Linked DNA regions of Mus musculus: region 1 is linked to region 2. The links are chromatin contacts, called in public promoter capture Hi-C maps. All regions are on one chromosome and are shown on one strand. The core of a region is the stretch at or near the end of the contact, and the rest is flanking DNA. Distances in the headings are between cores, read along the strand shown. Region 1 overlaps Tead1 (TEA domain family member 1). Region 2 holds the start of Gm24154 (a small nucleolar RNA gene).

Evidence for each region. Capture Hi-C pulls out chosen DNA fragments and counts their contacts.
Region 1: a promoter capture Hi-C map of adipose tissue shows a contact between it and region 2. The contact joins two enhancer-like sites. A contact is called at or near these places in 1 of 15 datasets of contacts at CTCF or cohesin (the NIH/3T3 cell line), 2 of 484 Hi-C or Micro-C datasets (both in embryonic stem cells), 3 of 115 datasets of contacts at active chromatin or transcription factors (embryonic fibroblasts and embryonic stem cells) and 2 of 9 other capture datasets (adipose tissue and pancreatic islet).

What each region holds. Positions count from the first base shown.
Region 1 is chr7:112,687,682-112,692,779 of GRCm38.p6, reverse strand. All of the region lies in intron 1 of Tead1 (TEA domain family member 1), which reads right to left. Among named protein-coding and RNA genes, the nearest start is that of Tead1, 11 kb to the right of the region's middle. Within about 2 kb of position 3,664, at least 49 of the 459 cell types and tissues checked have an H3K27ac peak or open chromatin away from gene starts, as enhancers often do. A contact at or near this core is called in adipose tissue, where this site is marked.
Region 2 is chr7:112,617,672-112,623,192 of GRCm38.p6, reverse strand. It overlaps Gm24154 (a small nucleolar RNA gene), which reads left to right and starts at 4,968; the gene lies at 4,968-5,097. Within about 2 kb of position 2,127, at least 28 of the 459 cell types and tissues checked have an H3K27ac peak or open chromatin away from gene starts, as enhancers often do. A contact at or near this core is called in adipose tissue, where this site is marked.

The DNA of each region.
Region 1 (5,098 bases), core at 2,415-4,914, 68 kb before region 2:
CCTTGAAAGCCCACAGCTGTCCATGCCACAGGTAAGAACCAGTGTTCCTCAGGATCAATGAAGCTCCCAGAGTCGAACATTAGTCAAACTCTCAAGTGCAGAGGCTAATGTAAATCACAAGTTGTCGTCTTTGCAAAAAACACTGAGTGCTGCGATCTATAAGCCAAGAACTCCAGTACAACAGGAGAGAGAGAAACAGAGAGAGAGACAGAGAGAGACAGAGAGAGGTCAGACCTGGCAATCTGTAACCCCAGAGCTCAGAAGATGGGATGGAGAAGGATGCACCTTGAAGCTAGCTTAGGCTAACACAAGATACTCAAAGGCAGGTGAGAGACAGAAGGAGAAAGGGTGAAGGGGATGGAGCAATAGCAGGAACTCCAGCCAAGAGGAGAGCTGGGAAGCCAAAAACACACCCAGTGGAGGCAGATGAGAAAGGTTCCATCTTAGCAGGACTGAGACCTGTGGTGGAGGGAGCCGGAAGCTCAGGCAAGGTTGGAGGGACACACAGTGAAGCTTCCTGAAGGCTGGCTGTGAGATTTGGTGGGCCTTACACCCACAAGCACTATTGCCTCCCACACCTTTCAGGGGAGGACACAGTGCCTGGCCTGGGGAGGATCACACTATCAATTGCAGAAAGAGCTTGGACCTGTGTCTGATGGCAGGGATATTAAGCTAATTTGCAGAAGCCTAAAAGTGAACTAAGCTGGGGTCACGCCAAAACTCTACAACACAAACATCTAAGGGGACCGAGAAGAGGGCTAGCTGTGGCAGACGAAAAGACAAGAACCCACAACTGGCAAGCAGGGACCCCAACCACCAACACACCCAAGGAGAAAAACAGTTACAAACCTTCCTCTCTCCTAAAAACCAAAGTGTCTCCACCTCATCTCAAAGTTCAGCCTCTAAATAGCAGGTGATAGCCCAGATGGGAAGGTGAGAGTGGAATTAATCAAGGTTATCTGGGGGTACCGATCCTAGCAGGTGTCATTTGCATAAAGCAGCCTTGGGGAAACTGAAGGCAAACCTCTAGACTGCCAGCCTAGAGACCAGTGGGGCAGAGCAGCCTCCAGCTTTCCAACCACACCTGCCCCTCCCCCCACGGACTACGGGAAGCACGCAGGCCCCCTGCTCTCACTTCCAGAGGCCAGACTCAGGTCCTCACAGAACTAAAAAACTAAAGCTAAAAGCTAGAGTTGACCTTTGCTCCTTCCGGGCCAGACAAATAGAAGGCTCCCCTGGGCCACACCCAACTGCTTAAGATCTCCACCACATGTTTATACTCAAGATGGAGAAAATGGAACTTACAGAGATAAAGTAGCCATCCTCTTTCCAAGGCAAAACCATTAACAGAGAAGTCTCTTTGTTTCCACATCAAGGACTGCCATAACTCATTCAAATTCCACAATAAAACCTGATAGGTGAGTTAATCCTAACTCCTTTGTTAGGCAGCCTATCAAAGAACTGACTGTGTGACCTTGGGAGGCTCACTAAACCTCTCGGAGCTCCTTCACAGGTCTCAATCACAAATGAAGTTTTTACATTTGAATGGCTGGTGTTTTAAGAATTGGCTTAAAAAAGAATTTACCTCCCTTTCCTACCCAAATTCCCACTGGGAAGCCCACTGATTATCACAACTAGAATGGATGAGGAGTGAACTGGCCTTAGAAGTGTGGGCTCCCAGATTCATCTCACACACACATTCAGGCAGATCCAGAGGCAGACACCCCAACATCACCCCAGATCTAAAGCCCTGTAGCTGGCTGGCAGCATGTTAGAGAGCTCGTCTGGCCCATGTGAGGCCCTGAGTCCCATCCCCAGAACAAGCCTGAGGCCACAGAAAAACCAATGGCAGAGGCTTCCCAACCAAAGCTCCCTACACCACCAGGGAGCTGAGGGACCGAGCCTCAAACTCACTGAGTACCTTCAATGCCCTCTACCACCAGCACCACAGATTTGAGCTCCTGGGCTCAAAGACCAAATCCAGAGGCTCCAGTCTCCCTCGAACCCCAAAGACACTGAACTGAATAAACATTAAGGCAACACACCCAGATAAGCCCCAGCATTGCTGGGCGGGGTGGCCGACGCCTTTAATCCCAGTACTCCAGAGGCAGAGTGAGTTCCAAGCCAGTCAAGCTATATACAGTGAGACCCTGTCTCAGACACCCACTAGCACCAAATGATTCATACTGACTTTTGGGTTGGGGCAAAGATTTCTTCCAAACATTCCTCAGGCTCCACCCCATTTTCTCCACCCATGTGTAGGACACTACTCCCATCTTCCTAAGAACTAAAGAGGGCACTGAATGCCTCAGGACCCCTACTCCTTCCTTTTCCACAGGACTACAAGCTCCAAGAGAAGATCTGAAACACACACAACAAAGCATATTGCAAAGCCACTCAAGCTTCCTTTCCAGACACTGTTCTTTCTACCTAGTAACAGGGAGTTGGCCAGTCTCTCATTAGAAATGCTATCTCCCACATCCCTTATGCACTGAGGTATTCTGAAAGGAAAACAGGGTGCCAGGACAAGCCACACTGAGCAGAAGTTTGAAACAGAGGCCACATCGTTAAGACAATCAGGATGGGACTGGAGGATGTGGGAGCAAGAAGAGCCCCGTGAACGATAGGAAAACAGGAGAGTGCAGAGGTTGAAAGCTCAGCTATCAATTAAAATGACTTAGACAGCCTTCCCCCACCACCTTACAATTGACAAACTGGACGTGGTAATAGGCAAGCTGCCCGTGTGCTATCCAGAGGTGACTTCATCTTCTACTTGATCCTTCATGATGTCATTTCACTAGATGCCATCAAGCTTGAGAGCAGCTGACAAGAGCGCTTCCCTAGCAAGCACAATTCGCTGTTCTCGATGGAAACACACAAGGTGAAGGCAGGAGGATGGGAGGCTCCAGGTTATCCTTGGCAATACAGTAAGCAAGGTTGATGCCTCCCTGGGCTACATAAGACCCTGTCTCAAACACAAAAGAAAAAAGTACATCTAACCAGTAACTATAAGGCATTCATCATTTGGGAGCCAAAAACTCAACCTTACTAGCACTTAGTAAGTGAAAGATTTCCTACACTTTGTTTTGAGACACCGTCTCATTTTATAGCTCCGGTTGGCTTGGAACTCAGAGATCTGCCGGTTTCTGACTCGCAGGACTAAGAATACACTAAGAAGAACCCAGGTCTTTAGTACATGCTAGGTCAGGACTACTACTGGGCTATACTCAACACAATAAAAGCTCTCAACCTATGTATGGGTCAAGTCCCCTTTGTAGTTACATATCACATATTTACATTATAACTCATAACAGTAGCAAAACTACAGTTATAAAGTAGCAACAAAATAATATTATGGTTGGAACTGCATTAACAGGTTGTAGCATTAGAAAGGTTGAAGGCCTATGCTTAAAAGGATCTTTCTGGGTCTTCTTGTCCCTTCTTCACTAAACCCAGCAAACTGACATAAGCTCCTTTCATTGGGTCTAAATACTAACTGCTTGAACCACCACCAAAACTCAAGGGACATGGCAGGGGTGCAACAGAGGGCAGTCAGAGCAGTGACTACATCCTGGGTTCATTGGTTTGAACACACAATTCACACACTGTAAAACCTGGGAGTATACAACACACTGTGTTCAAGAAAGCCGGGAAGAGGGCACTGTCGGGTTTTGAAATCTTGCTGTCCCTGAAGGCCTCCTTCCAGCCCCACCACTCTCCTCCTAAAATGTTGAAACCTTTTTAGTTTTAACTTTTTCAGATTGGGAAACCTGACTGAGCAGCACACCCTGCCACGCATGGCTTCTTAAGAGATAAGGACAGGAAGCCGATAAAATGCAGGTGGTCCCTGGCTCAGGCTCCCACAGAGCAATCGGTAACTGCTCAGCCTGTTCAGCCAGAGTGACCTAAAAACTCAGGGTCGATGACACACCCTGAGCTGTAGCTGAGAACCTGGGCAGACCAGGATCAGTTAGAACAGCTGACTTCCAAAACTACGCACATGAAATTGTGAAAGGATTCAAAGGAATAAAAAAACAACTCAACAGGCGATTTGGCTTCCCGGAGTGAGTGGGCTCAGTTATCCAGGAAATACCTGGAATTAGACATTCATCACTTAGGCTAACAAAAGTCCTGTCCCCTTAAATATGTAAATAGAAAATAAACAGAGAAAAAAAAAGCTGCGCCCCACCCCCCACAAGCACCTGAATTAGCATGTGAAATGTACCTGATCCAGAAAAAGGGAGGCTTAGAGGAGCAAAGACCAACTGTACAGTCTGCCTTCTTTGGGAGCACAGAGGCCAGGGAGCTGAGAGCCACTCCTGCAGCCTGCCCAAGAGCAGCCGACACATCACTCCAACGTTTAGCCCCATTTTCCAGGTGAGGAAATGGAAGGCAGCCTGCCTTAAGTAGTCTCAGAGTTTTGAAGAAGGCCAGACGTGGGGAGGCAAGAGTTTGAGGCTAGCCTGGTCTACATAATGAGGTTCAAGTCAGCCACAGCTACTTTAATAAAAACTAAAGTTACAAGGAGAACAGTGATGTTAGGCATGAGCTGTGTATGACCTTCCCTCTCCACCTCCCAGGTCCAAGCCGTTTGCACTGCCTCCCCAAGCCCCTTCCAACAATCACCAAAAGAATTTATAGACACCAAGCTCAGAATCAGGAAGGAAGCCACAAAAGGCCTTTCTTTTGGAAGGATATAAATTACCTATTATTTCCTGAAAAATTTTCATCTCATTCTTTATTACTACTTTGCAAAGGTAAGTCCAACTATCATACATTTACTGATGGATTCCTCCGAGTACTGTAAGCCTTGCCTGGATTTCCCTGGTTTTCGAGGAGCCATCCTGCAGGCTAACCGACCCCCCCCCCCCAGGCAGTCCCTAGAAAGTCTGATCTAAGTTAAGACTCCAGTGAGCACTTCACAATTGGTTATTACCCAGGGAACCTTCTCTACAGATTTACAGATAGGAAGGCGGGCAAGCATCCCAAGAGCTGAGGGTCATGAATTCCAGCATGACTTGGGCTGTACTAAACACCCTGCCCTAAAAGGAGGGGGTGGGGGCAAGGATGGGAGAGGAGAGGAAACTTCCTGGTGAAG
Region 2 (5,521 bases), core at 878-3,377:
ACTTTCTACCTCAGCTGCCCATGTTCCCTCCCTCGGGTGTATAAAACACACAGGCTTTCTTTTATTTGTTTACTGTTTGGACAGGGTCTTGGGAGGCTCAGGCAGGCCTAGAACTTGGTAAATAGCTGAAGATGCCCTGAGCTGATGATCCTGCATCCGTCTCCCAGGTGCTGGGATCACAAGGTAACCCTACACCCCTAGCACGGTTCTGTTTGCTTTTTATTGATTTCTAGTCCAGTACTTACTGATTTGGAGCAATCATGTCACAGTACATACATATCTGTGTCATGGGCAAACACAGTCTAACAGGGGGTGTTCGTGGTGAGGTTGATCCGGATGTTATCATCTGTGCTGACTGGGGTGGGAATTGCCTGGAGACCGTTATATAAGGACTTTACTTCTGCTAGAAGGTACAATCTCTCAGGGCTTCCAGAGTTTAGAAGCCCTATCTATTAGGGCTATTAAAGCCCTATTTAGTTTCCCACCATATCTTGTTTAAATAACATGTAAAGGTATTCCAAGTGGGACTGCTTACCTGGGGTCATGAACGTCCCCCTGCAGGTGTGTGGAATCTGCAGGAAGAAATGTCATCTCCTAAGCGGCCTTAACAAAAGTAGAAAAGCAAATTGCTGATATAGACTTTTTTTAAAAAAATTGAAGTTCAACCTTCTTAGCCATCTGGGAAATGCAAATTATGATTGTTTCGAGGTTCTATCTCACCTCAAGCAGAATGACTAGCATCAAGGAAACACTGACAGAGAGATCTCTGTGAGCCAGCCTGGTCTACATAGGGAGTTTCAGGACAGCCAGGGCTATAAAGTGAGACTTGTGTCAAAAAGAGAGAGGGGGGGAAAGGGAGAGGGAGAGGAAGGAAGGAAGGAAGGAAGGAAGGAAGGAAGGAAGGAAGGAAGGAAGGAAGGGAGAAAGAAAGGAAGGAAGAAAGAAAAAAACAAAACAAAAACCATGCTACAAAGGCAGGTGGACCCAGGAGAATTTAACCTGGCACAGTCATTATAGACATCAGTGGTAGATTTCCCAAAAAGCTAAACACAGAGAAGCACCATATGTCCCAGCGAAACCTCTCCCGGGGATCGATCTGAAGCATCTCTGTCAACAGGCCACAGCGATGCTTGCACATCTGTGTCATAATAGCCAAAATCAAACCAACCTAGATGTCCACCAACAGACGAGTGAATAAAGAGACTCTGATGCCAGTTCTGGAGAGACGGGTGGATGGCTCAGTTAAGAGTACTTGTTTTGGCTGCAAAGGACCCAGGTTCAGTTCCCTGCACCCACATGATGGCTCACAACCATTTATAAGTCCAGTTCCAGGGGAGCCCATGCCCTCTCATGGTATATATACACACAGGCAGGCAAACATGCGTAATAAACCTAAAAGAGAAAACGTGGTACATGCACAGAATGGAATTTTATGTAGCCATAAAGAAAATGAAATCGTGACATTTGTAGTCAAATGGATGCAACTGGAGATTATTAGGTTAAATGAAATAAGCCTGACTGCAGAAAGATAAATACCACATGTTTTCCCTTATGTGCAGAACCTTGAATTAAAATTGGGGTGTGTGTGCATGTGCCAGTGTGTGTGTGTGTGTGTGTGCATATGCCAGTGTGTGTGTGTGTGTGTGTCTGTGTGTGTGTGTGTGTGTGTGTGTGTGTAGGTGATGAAGCCAGCACAAGAGGTAAGGAAGAGATTTTAAGGGAGGTGAGAGATAAGATATTGGAACACATATAAGACGGCAGAAAGGGGACTATCTGGGGGAAAGAAGGAAACCAGCTGCGGGGGATGGGGAGCAACGTGAGGAACGGGAAGCAGCTGACAACAAGATAGTGACATCTATGCTATCTATGTAAGGATACTATAATGAAACCCATCACTTTGTATGCTAATTTAAAAATTAATTAAAAAACAAAATCAAAAAATACCCTAAAACAACCTTTCCCCTTTGCTCCGCTTCATCGGTCCTGTATGTAAATTGTTTCTTAGTCCATATTCCCACCGTGGTGAGGTAACGAGGCTGGTCACAGAGCCAAGGCCTGCTCAGGGTGTGCAGTGGGTGGGCACTCTCTTTCCCAACCACTGGGCTGGAAATGCTCCAGGCCACGCTCCTACAGAACTTGACTCTTCTTCCAGATGAGTGTGTCTCTGTTTCTACTGAGAGCTTTTAGCCGCGCTCTGAGGCTTGGCTTCACCAAACACAAGCACGGCGCAGTAGTGCAAACAGACAGAATCGCTGAAATACGGCTGTTTCCGGTGCCAGCTCTGTGCGGGATGCATCGTAAGGGATGGAAATCCCACAGTGTGAGAAAGATGTAAGGAAGCAGACACCGTGCTTCAGAAATCTGGCTGCCTTATGCGATAATGAACTTCTTCAGAGGGTACATTTGGTTTCACTGCTAAATATAATGGGAGATTGACAGCAGTTGCAAAAACGGCCCACATCAAGTGTGTTTCCAATATTGAGAAACCATCGAGAGGAATGATACTTGCGGTCACTGCAAATATGCATGAAGATAAGCATGCAGTTTCTCTTTCTCTTTCCCTCTCTTTCTTTCTCTGAGTCTGTGTCTTCCGTCGTCCCCCCTCCCACATGCAGTTTCTCTTTCTCTTTCCCTCCACTTTCTCTCTCTGAGTCTGTGTCTTCCGTCGTCCCCCCTCCCACATACCTCCTTCGCCCTCCCACTCCCTCTCCTTTTCCCACATCTTTCTCCTTCCCCCTCTCTGAGGGGAGGGAGGGTCTCAGGTAACTTGGGTTGATCTGAAACTCACTATGTAGGTGAGGATAACCAGGAACTGCTGATCCTTCTGCCTCCCCTCCTCCTTCATGCTGGGATTACTGTCATTAAACACAAGGTTCAGTTTATACAGTACTGGGGAATTGAACCTAGAGCCTTGTATTTGTTAAGGAAATGGTCTATCAGCTGAACCACATTCCAGCCTACAGTTGTCTCTTGATGTTAATGTCTCTCAGTATCTTTCTTGGGTGGCGATCCAATTCTTTCATCCCGGGAAGGAGAGGGATGGCCCCTGCCCCCTACTATCAGATACCGAAGACTCCATGGCTTGGGTGGCAGCAAGTCTGGCTGGGACTCAGCAATTTTTTTTAGATAGTGTCTTTGGCTTTGCATTCCACATGGTCTCTGCTGCATGGAAGTGACCCTAAGCAAATGTGGAGGCATTGATGTGACTGGGTTCTTACCAACTTTTATTGGTGGAGCAGATTTGGCTTTAGTGTGCCAACCCTGCTTCTGAGCTTATTCTATAATGAAACGCCACAACCACATGAATGGTTCCACATTCAAAGACATTTTTCTTGTGTACATGTGACTTTTAGACACAGTTTGGATCTATACAACAACTTCTTTTGAAGACAAATGTTTATTTTATGTGCATGTGGATGAGCATGTGTGTGCGTGTGTGTGCATGCATGTGTGCTGGGTGTATGTAGGAGCCCACAGAGGTCAGAAAAAGCATCAGTTCCTCTGGACCTGGAGTTAGGCAGTTATGAACCTCCACATGGGTGCTGGGAATCGGAACCAGGTTCTCTATAAGAGTAGCCAATACACTTCACCATGGAACCTCCCCCCAGCCTTTAGAACTGCAGGACAAGGAGAATGAGAGAGGGAGCCCTTCACCAAAGGCTGCAGCCAGTAGAAAGTAAACAGCCTGGCACTGACCAGGGAGTTTCTCTCTTTCTCTCTCTCTCTCTCTCTCTCTCTCTCTCTCTCTCTCTCTCTCTTTTTGGTGTTTTCGAGACAGGGTTTCTCTGTATAGCCCTGGCTGTCCTGGAGCTCACTTTGTAGACCAGGCTGGCCTCGAACTCAGAAATCTGCCTACCTCTGCCTCCCGAGTGCTGGGATTAAAGGCGTGTGCCACCACGCCTGGCCCAGGGAGTTTCTCTTAAGGTAGTAACCCTAGTGCACTGACATTCTATGCATCCTTGACTTCTTACAAGTCTGTTGGGGCTGGGAGAACGACCAAGATGAGGTTGAGTTTTTAGATATGTATTTTTATCATTTTAAGTGTGTGTGTCTGTCTGTGTGTTGGTATGTGTCTATGCGTTGGTATGTGCACATAAGTGCAAGTGCCTGTAGCAGTCAGAGGCTTCAGAACCCTTGAATCTGGACGTATAGGTGGTTGAGAGCTACCCAGTGTGGGTATAAGAACCAAAGGACAGCTGAGCCATCTTCCAGCCCATAAGACATTTTATATTGAAGGGTATTATCCTTCTGCTCTCAAATAAGTTGGAAACATTTTTCTTATTTCTTATTATCTTCCGTTATTTTGACAACTTGATAAATTAAATTTGACTTCAGCTATAATAGGTTTTTTTTTTTTTTTGCCTCAAGTATTTATTTATTCAGTTTCCCAGAAGTCAAATTTACCATATTTATTTGTGGGTTTTAGATCTTTTAAAATTAAAAGTCTTCTTCATTTTAAGGTCATAAAGAAATTTCTCTATGGTTTTCTCTGCTTCTTTATTATTATTTTGTTCTATATTTCCAGATCCAATCTTCTAGCATCCATCCTGAGATACAATGTGAGGTATGGCTCTAAGTGTAGTTTATCCTCATTAGTCACATATTCCATATTCATGAGTTTACATTTTTGCATGTGCCTTCTGTGTGGTGTGCGTGCATGCTTACATGTTTGCCTGTGTGTGTATGCAAGTGTGAGTACACACACACACATATTTATCTGTGTCTGCTTAAGCTCAAGGCTGATACTGAGATTCTTCCTTAATCATTAGCAGAGTGGGGTGCTCACCTTTAATCCCAGAGGCAGAGGCAATTGGATCTTTGTGAGTTCAAGGCCAGCCTGGTGTACAGCTGGAGTTCTAGGATAGCCAGGGCTACAAAGAGAAACCTTATCTTGAAGAACCAAAATAAATAAATAATAAATGCACAAGCAAACAAATAAGTAAATAAAATTAAGAGAGTCTCTGTCACCTGCCCCTAGAGCCACTGCAGGTGTGGCTTCTTGTCATATGTGCATCAGTAGGTGGCAGAGAGGAGAGGTTATGTCTATATGTCAGTGTTCTGACCTATGAACATCTGAATGATCAGTAGCCTAATAATCGCTGAAAAAAGCAAGCCTGAGATGACCACCAGTCTAGTACCAGGCAGGATCCTAACAGGTTCCCAGGCTGGGGAACAAGCTGGAGATTGGAGAATAGAGGAACCCTGCCTGAGATTGTAGGCTTAGAGTTTTCAGGGTTTTTTGTTTGTTTGTTTGTTTGTTTTTTTTAATCTGGATGTCTTTTTGTCACTAAAGGCTCTGTCTTATTCTGTACCACACGTAAGTCAGGGAGTTTCTGCACCAAAATTACAATGCTTCACTCCCGAGGTTTTATCAGAAACTTCACCTGCTAAACTGGACTGGTATTGAGGCTCAATGGTTAGAGTGCTTACTTAGCATGTATGAAACCCTGGATTGATTTCTGGCACTGTGTGAACCAGCGTGGGTTGCTCACCTGTAATCCCAGCATTCGGGAGGTCAAAG